2 separate regions of the Mus musculus genome follow, and region 1 is linked to region 2. Evidence: chromatin contacts called from public HiChIP or PLAC-seq data. All regions are on one chromosome and are shown on one strand. Each heading gives the region's core, a stretch centred on a gene start, on an enhancer-like site or on the middle of the called end of the contact. The rest is flanking DNA. Distances are from core to core; before and after follow the strand shown. Region 1 has its middle 190 kb from the start of Cep162. Region 2 holds the start of Tbx18 (T-box18).

Region 1 (3,972 bases), core at 1,440-3,939, 290 kb before region 2:
GAGATGATGGTTCAGCAGTAAAGAGTACTGGCCTCTCTACAAGAGTTCGTTCCCAGACACACATGGAAGCTCACAACTGTCTCTATCTCCAGCTCCAGGTGATCTGACATCCTTACACAGACATACACGCAGGCAAAACACCAGAGCATGTGAAGTAACAATTAATTAAATTAAAAAAAAAAGAATGTCAGTTTTGAAAAAAAAAGGAAACAACAAATTCTGGTAAGGATGTGGAGCAAGAAAAACCGCTCATCACTTTTGCTGGGAATAAGAGGTAGTTCAGCCTCTGTGTAAATTGGTATGGAAATTCCTCAAAATCTGAAAACAGATCTACTGTATGTTGCAGCCAAACCACCCTTGGTAACGCCCAAGCGATCTAAGCATAACACAGAGACACTTGTGCACTGTAACTGCCCCAGCACATTCATCCACCAAGCTGAGGCACTGACACGGGCAATGCAGCATCTAGAAACAGTGGAGTAGTAGTCGCTCACAGAAAATAGAGGCTTGCCATTTGTGTGGGGATGGGGGTAGGTGGAATGGGGCCAGAGACCACCATATCTTCTGAAAAGCAAATAGTGCACATATTCTCTCACACGCAAAGTCTAAATCCAGAGCTACGAGGTAGACATGGAGGGAGGACTGTTTGAAAGAAGAGGAACCAAGGGGCATGCTGAAGGGGCAGTGGAGCAGTAGTGAGGAGAGGGCAGTGTGTGTGTGTGTGTGTGTGTGTGTGTGTGTGTGTGTGTGTGTGTGTGTGTGTGAATACCAAAGGGCATGTTGAAGGGGCAGTGGAGCAGTAGTGAGGAGAGGGCAGTGTGTGTGTGTGTGTGTGTGTGTGTCTGTGTGTCTGTGTGTCTGTGTCTGTGTGTCTGTGTGTCTGTGTGTCTGTGTGTGTGTGTCTGTGTCTGTGTGTGTGTGTGTGTGTGTGGGTGGGTGTGTGTGTGGGTGTGTGTGTGTGTGTGTGTATGTGTGTGTGTGAGTACCAAAGGGCATGTTGAAGGGGCAGTAGTGAGAAGGCTCTGTGTGTGTGTGTTTGTGTGTGTGTGTGTGTGTGAATACCAAGGGACATGCTGAAGGGGCAATAATGAGGAGAGATCAGTGTGTGTGTGTGTGTGTGTGAATACCTCTGAGGAAAGCTATTAGTTTTTACAAAGCATATATCTTACAGAAAAAGTTCCCAAACACTCTGGTAAAATATAAGTTTGCCAACAGTCCCATTTTCCTGAGGAAGCTGAAGTTCCCTGACCTAAGGTTCCCCTTCACCCTTTGAATGCTCTTACTGAAGTCTGAGGCCCGAAGCATGCTTGCTTTCAGTCAGGTTTCCACACTGTACACTCTTCTCAGGAAGTGTGTACTACTCCTGAGAGTACTATAGTAAAGTCTTTATGATGGCTTATAGTGCTAGAAAGTCATTAAATCAATTTTTAAGAAAAGGGTAAACACAGTGTGTATATTTGTGTGTTTGCGGGGGAGGGGTTGTTAATATTCTTTTCTTGTGGAAGCTTCATTTCTGAAGTTTGTGGTTAAAAAACAAAACAAAACAAAACAAAGTAACAACAACAACAACAACAACAACTAATGCCTCTCAGCCGGCTCGCTACTATAAACACAGCCTTCAGGAGACTAAGCAGTACAAAGAAGGAGAAAGCAGGAGACCTGCTTTATTGGCAAGAATCACGAATGAGTTGCTGGATCTGCCAAGGTCCCACATCATGAAAACCCACATTAGGAACTGAGAAAGGTTGGCACACTGCTCAGCTGCTGTTTAAAAACTATAGTCACTTTCTAAAAGCATCCACTACTTTTCTTTCAGAAACTGTTAGGTAAGCTTTCCAGAGACTTTGAAATGAAAATTGCTTCCATAAAACATCTCTCTGTGTGTCTATGTCTCTGTCTGTCTCTGTCTGTCTGTCTGTATCTCTGTCTGTATGAAAGGTGGGTGGGGGTAAGGGGAAATCTCTGGATGAAAGTTCTTTAAAATCTCTCTAAAAGAAAGCAAGTTTTCATGTTGAAGACTCTGATGGGTCACTGTTAAATCTCTTCTCATACCTTGTGTGAAGAAGGCTCTAGAAGAACTCTGAGAGCCAGCTACTGAGCAGCCTCTAGTCTGTATGTCTACTATTTAGACTTGTTAACAGAGTTATTAACTCAGATTCATCAATGTGGGCAAACCAAATATTTCAGTAGCAACTTCATTATTTAATTGCAATAAATGGAGGGCATTTACACAAGGGTCCCCATGTGTTCATACACATGCGTACCATACCACACACATATACATACACACACAGATGTGCAGATCCCCTCTCCCCAACCCTTGTCAGATCCACCTATGGTCAGGGAGGATAAGATTTTTATCAGGTTATGGAGTGATGCTTAACATTAGTTTCTCATGTTAGGCATGTTCTTTGACATATGTTTTCCCCTTGCCAACTTTCTTGGATTTCTTTTATTCCATCTTTTACAGGACAGCTTTGACTCTGCACTAAACCACGCCACTAACACGTTACTTAATCTAACCGGCACATTGTAAAATTTTACACATGCGCTCATCCAGATAATTACACAATTAATTTTCACTTAGCTCAGCTGAAACGGGGATAATGAAATTTCCACTGGTGTACTGTTACGTCCAGGGGCCAAGGGTCAGTTTCCTGTTTGGATAAGGGTGAGTTTAAAGAGGGTTTCTGACGGTCTCCTGACTTCAACTGGTTCTCAAAACATTGCAATGGAATTTCAATTTACAGCTCAGTCCAATGAAAGGAGCAGATGTCGGGAGTGTGCCACCAGCGTACAGGGCTGCCTTCCATACAGGTGTGCAAAGAAAGCCATCAACTCTCATTTCAAACCTCACTTTTCTACCTTCTAGCCAACAGTACAAACAAAACAACATAAAACCAACCAACCAACCAACCAAACAAAAGAACTGGCTGGCAGATGCTGGAGTTCATTTTTTCCAAAAGATTTAGACATCTGTCCACCCGTGATATCAACCAAAAGGTCAAAGTTTCCCCAGACTTTAATTCAGGAAGAATTTCAGTAGATTTCTCTTGTTGTCCTTGAATCTTGCAGTTACTTCAAATCGTGGGCTTGTGGAGTTTCTTCATTCCAACATCTAGGTTTTCTGGATGTTAAAAGCGGAGACATTTTACTGAAATTAACCAGGTCTTAATATTTTTTTGATAGTTCTTTGGCTTTGCCATAGTCTTAAGGATTAAATGTGTTTTGGGGACTGGTGGGGTACTCACTTTCAGACAAGCTGGATAACTGGAGTTTGATCTTGGGACTTACATGGTGACAAAATGGACTCCTGAAAGTTGTGTTCTGCTGTACATGCATACACAAAATCTCCACAAAAATACATAAGATGCTTGAAAATGTTTTAGCATCAACACTCAGCATTTATAATCGGTGAAAGGTGTCCAGTAAAAATTATGAATACCTTGAGTCATTCTTTTTTTTGAAATTTTTTTTAATCCACCAGACAATCCCACTCAAACTGCATGGGTCTGAAAGTGGAAGGAACTGTGTTCTAACACTGGCCAACTTGTGTTAAATCACTGTGCATATCAAAGACTTATCATCTGGAGGGTCACAAAATGCCTGCCCAGAGTCACTTGTGTCAATTTAACAAAACCTCACTGGGTTTTCTCTGTTTGAATGATAATTCCTGCTTCCGTTAACATGAGGGTTGTAAGTTGCTTTGAAAGCAAAATCCAAAAGCCTTGAACATGGGATATGAAGAAAGAACTCAGCTATTTATGCAGATGGCCAGTAAGTTACTGAAGGGAACCACAGAACCTTTAGCATATCCCATTTCTAGTTATACTGGTTTTGTCATCTAATAAAAATTTAAACCCATGTACAAAAAGAGTCTAGGAGAAAGGTTGTAGATTTTTGTAGCATAATTTTAATGAGAAGTTTCTTTGAAGATAAATGAATTCCAGGCATATCTGAAATAATTGAAAT
Region 2 (3,732 bases), core at 7-2,506:
CTGAGAACTTCCCCAAACCCCGCTCCAGGCAATCCTCCGGGCTGCTGGCTCTCCGGGCCCCGCAGCACAGCGGATAGAAGAGAGCTAAAAGCCCGCCCCGAGGCGCCCTGGGCTCCGGAGGAGTAGCGCTCCGCGTTCAGAAGGGCAGAGAGTGTGGGCGAGCTCGCCGCCGCCTCCCCGGTTGGCGCACCCAACTTCTGGGCGTCCGAGCCCTTTTCCGCGCTTTTAGCCCGCGCCCTCCCGCACGCGCCCCGGGGGCCCCTAAAACTTAGAGAAGTGAAAAGCAGCGGCAGCCCTGGGCTCGAACCCTCCCGGCGCAGAGGCGAGGACGGCGGCAGCCCGCCGAGCCGGGCAGAGAGCCGCGGATGGACGGTGTGCGGGGCCGACGGCTCAACGCCTGCCCCCGGGGCTCGGCGGCGGAGGCCCGGGAGGAGCGGGCGCTAGCGCTGCCTCACCGAAGCTCAGGTTCGCGGGAGCCGGGCGGAGACGCACCGGGAAGCCGCTGGGGCAGGAAGGGATCGATCGACTCACCCGCCGCTCCGCGGGAGCCACAGCTCCGCTCCGCGTCCGCGCAGCTCCGCGCTGGCCCGGACGCCGCCCCGGCTGCCGGCGGCGGGGCAGCCGCTTCTTCGTCGGCCTCCGAGCAGCCGTGCTCCCCCGCGCCTCCGCTACGGCTGCAGCCTGCGTCTTCCACCGCCCCCGCCGCCTCTTCCGTGGCCAGCTTTCTCCGCTTCTTTTGAAGCTGTTGCTGCTTCTCGGCGCCGATCAGTGCCTCCACAGAGAAGGCGTGCGCCTTGAGGCTTAGCATGCTGCACGGTGAGCCCCTCCGCTTCTCCGCCATCCCCGCCTCCCCGAGCCCGCTCGCCCCTCTCTCATATACTCGCGGCTGGGGCGCACGCACGCGCTCGCCCTCCTGGCCCCCCACCAAACGCTCCGCAGCTCCCGATGCCTCCCGAGATCTGTCCCCTTCCTAGCTGCGGGCAAAAACAAATTTGCCGTTTCCTCTTTCTCTGGCGTTGGGATCCGAGGAAGCAGGAACGCGGCCGCCAAGTTTCCTTCCCTCTGTCTCTCCCTCGAGTTCAATGATGCACTTCTTGACTCCCAAACCCTCCACCTCCTCCTGCTGCTCCAAGATCTGCCTCGACTGATGAGCCCGAGAGGACTAACACGGGGAAAAAAAAAACACTCTGCGGACACAAATTAGGGATTGTAATTGAAATTTGTTGCCTTGATCTGTCAGCACTTCAAGGCAGGAGAGCGGTGGGAAGAACTTGCTCATTAGTGTCAATAAAGCGGCGGGGGAGGGTCCTATGGAGCTGTCCATCACCGAAACGGTTTACCAATCAGGAGAATCTAACTCCGCTCAGCCCGCGCCCACTTCCTTACAAGGTCGGAAAATCTCAGACCGAAAAGCGCCGCCATCTGGCTCGTCTCTGCCAGTCTCTAGAAAGCTGAACCCTCTTTTGCTGACACCCGCCAACCCAGTCGCTTCTCAGGCTTTTCTTATCAGGACCAGGAAAGGCTGAGCCTCAGGGTTTAACCGAGAAAAGAGATCCGTAACTAGTAGTATAGAGGATCTTTCAAGGACCCTTAAATCTCCGGTCTCTCATCCCTGTCCATGGGGCTAAGAAGTACATTTGGAGGAGGCAGGAACTTACAGCCAACAGTTTGTTGTTTCTCACTTAAACATTCCTGCATCTATTGATGCCCACTGTATGGAGAGAATGACCACGGGCTTGAATCTTACTCCGAAGATTTTTTTCTTACGTGAGATGAGTTTACGCATATTTGATATTTTTTAGATTTAAAAATTAATCATTGTAATATCTCTCAGACCTTCATATAACCGATTCAGGAAAGGTGTCTCCTTTTATTTAGGACTAATTATTTTAAAACGTAGGTCCTGGGATTTTAATTCTGTTTGTCTTTAATGATATAGGTTTAACTTCAAAACTTCACAAAGTAAACCATGTTTTATGAATTTCTGTATGTTTTTTGAAAGTTCTGTATGTTAAAAGTAGCTTCGTATTCATATTGGTTTTTTTTTTTAATCGGCGTGTTTCTTTAAAATAAATTCAAAAGAAAGCAGAACTCTAGAATTGAACGATCGCAAACATGTATGTGCAGTTCTGTTGTTTAAACTCAACATTTTCTTAGGATTAACAGGATGTGGGTTTGATGGGGATAATAAAAAAAATCACTTGTAGAATAAAATTCACTATGTGCACAAATCTTTAGTATAAAATAGGCCAGGGACGATTCGTTTTGTTTCATTTTGCTTTGCCTCCTTTATTCGATGTTCATTTAAACACTGCAGTCCTAGCTTTCTTCTGGCTTCTCCTCGGCATTCAGGAAAATGGCCTCTGAAAGTACCATCAACCCCGGAAGGAGGGTTTTGTTTTTAAATCATAGATAGAGAAACCTGCAGTTCCTTCAGGACTGGAGTGCTGGGAAGAAATTGAACCAAGCAGCGAGTGCCTAGAGGCGCCTGCAAGGCCTGGGCCAGAAAGGACTTGGTAATATCTTTGCTGTGGATGCAGATTTTTAAATGCCTGAAAAATGCGTTCAATTGGAAGACATTGTTTTATTTGGGGCACTGGGAGCCGGTGTAGCCTACTGGCTTGAAGCTGTCTGGAGAAGCTCTCGCAGACTCATCAGAGTGTAGGGTGATGTGGTATCCTGAATAAGTTCAACCCGGTTAGTGAAGTTTGGCCTAAAGCGGGAGCCAACCAGAAAGCTTGAAGAGGCAGCCTGGAAAGTTCTGGGTTAGTAGGGAGAGTCTAGGACGAAGTCTGTAGAGTTTAAGCAAACAACTCAAGGCCCTGTGTGAAGCTCCCGCGTGAAGCTACGTATCTTCAGTTGCCCATTGAGCTAGAGCGCCCAGCCCCAGCCCTGGGCCCTCATAGATGGTCCAATGGAGCGGTTCTCCGAGCAAGGCCGGCTTGCAGCCTAAGGGATTCATAAATTCTGTGACGGAGGTGGGGGGGGGGGTGGAGTCACTAAAAGGTTTCTGGCATACTCGACCAGCCCGCAGGAGGAGGCTGGGCGGCTGATTCCAAGAAACCGCAGGGATTTCCAGACCGGAAGCCTACTTTGTAGTTATGATCTTGTCCCTTTAAATGCCGCACAGTTCAAACTGGTTTGGGATGTTGAAACAGGCCTTCTAGGCTACCCTGAGGAGCACAGGGTCCCAAGCCCTCCGCTGTCCCTCTGCGTCTTCTTCCAACGTTACCCCTGGCAGCTGGAGCCTCGGGGTACAAAATTTGACTTGGGTTCATATAACAAACAAACTGGAAAACAATATTACAAACTAACAACAAAAATAAAAGTAGTAGCTATGGGTCCAAGTATGCGCAGAGCTCTTGAGGCAGAATGAGGGCGCTAGCTCCCTTAGCTTGAATGAGGGCGCTAGCTCCCTTACTACTGGTCCCACTGCTTGAATCCCGCTCCAGCTCCAGGACCAAGGACAAACTGGTTCCCCCTTGGGTTGCAAACTGTGTACACAGAGCACGACCTGCAATCCTTGGAAACTATCAGAGAACCTCATCCCGGGCTGGATAGCGAAACTAGACCCCAGTCCGCTGAGAAGTCAAGGAAAGGGGTTTTACGGAAGCCTTAGTTTCCCGAGGCCTTTCTCCCCCCCCCCACCCCACCCCCCGTCCCCACCCCCACCCCCGGTTGCAACAAATGTATGCTTAAGAAAAGGCCAAATCCTGCTGTTCAAATCAAGAG

What was found. HiChIP or PLAC-seq counts read pairs in DNA pulled down with a chosen protein or histone mark.
Region 1: a contact with region 2 is called in an H3K4me3 HiChIP or PLAC-seq map of embryonic limb bud, with 4 times the contacts expected there. The contact joins the enhancer-like site here to the promoter of Tbx18 in region 2. A contact is called at or near these places in 9 of 39 promoter capture datasets (the 3T3-L1 cell line, 3T3-L1-derived adipocytes, cranial neural crest and 5 more), 6 of 484 Hi-C or Micro-C datasets (3T3-L1-derived adipocytes, cerebellum, cranial neural crest and 2 more) and 8 of 115 datasets of contacts at active chromatin or transcription factors (craniofacial prominence, embryonic forebrain, embryonic hindbrain and 5 more).

What each region holds. Positions count from the first base shown.
Region 1 is chr9:87,441,387-87,445,358 of GRCm38.p6, forward strand. No RefSeq gene overlaps it. Among named protein-coding and RNA genes, the nearest start is that of Cep162, 190 kb to the left of the region's middle. Within about 2 kb of position 2,690, at least 5 of the 459 cell types and tissues checked have an H3K27ac peak or open chromatin away from gene starts, as enhancers often do. A contact at or near this core is called in embryonic limb bud, neural tube and second pharyngeal arch cranial neural crest, where this site is marked.
Region 2 is chr9:87,730,004-87,733,735 of GRCm38.p6, forward strand. Tbx18 (T-box18) reads right to left here and starts at 1,257. Exons shown (of 8, transcript NM_023814.4): 1 at 532-1,257. The coding sequence starts at 841.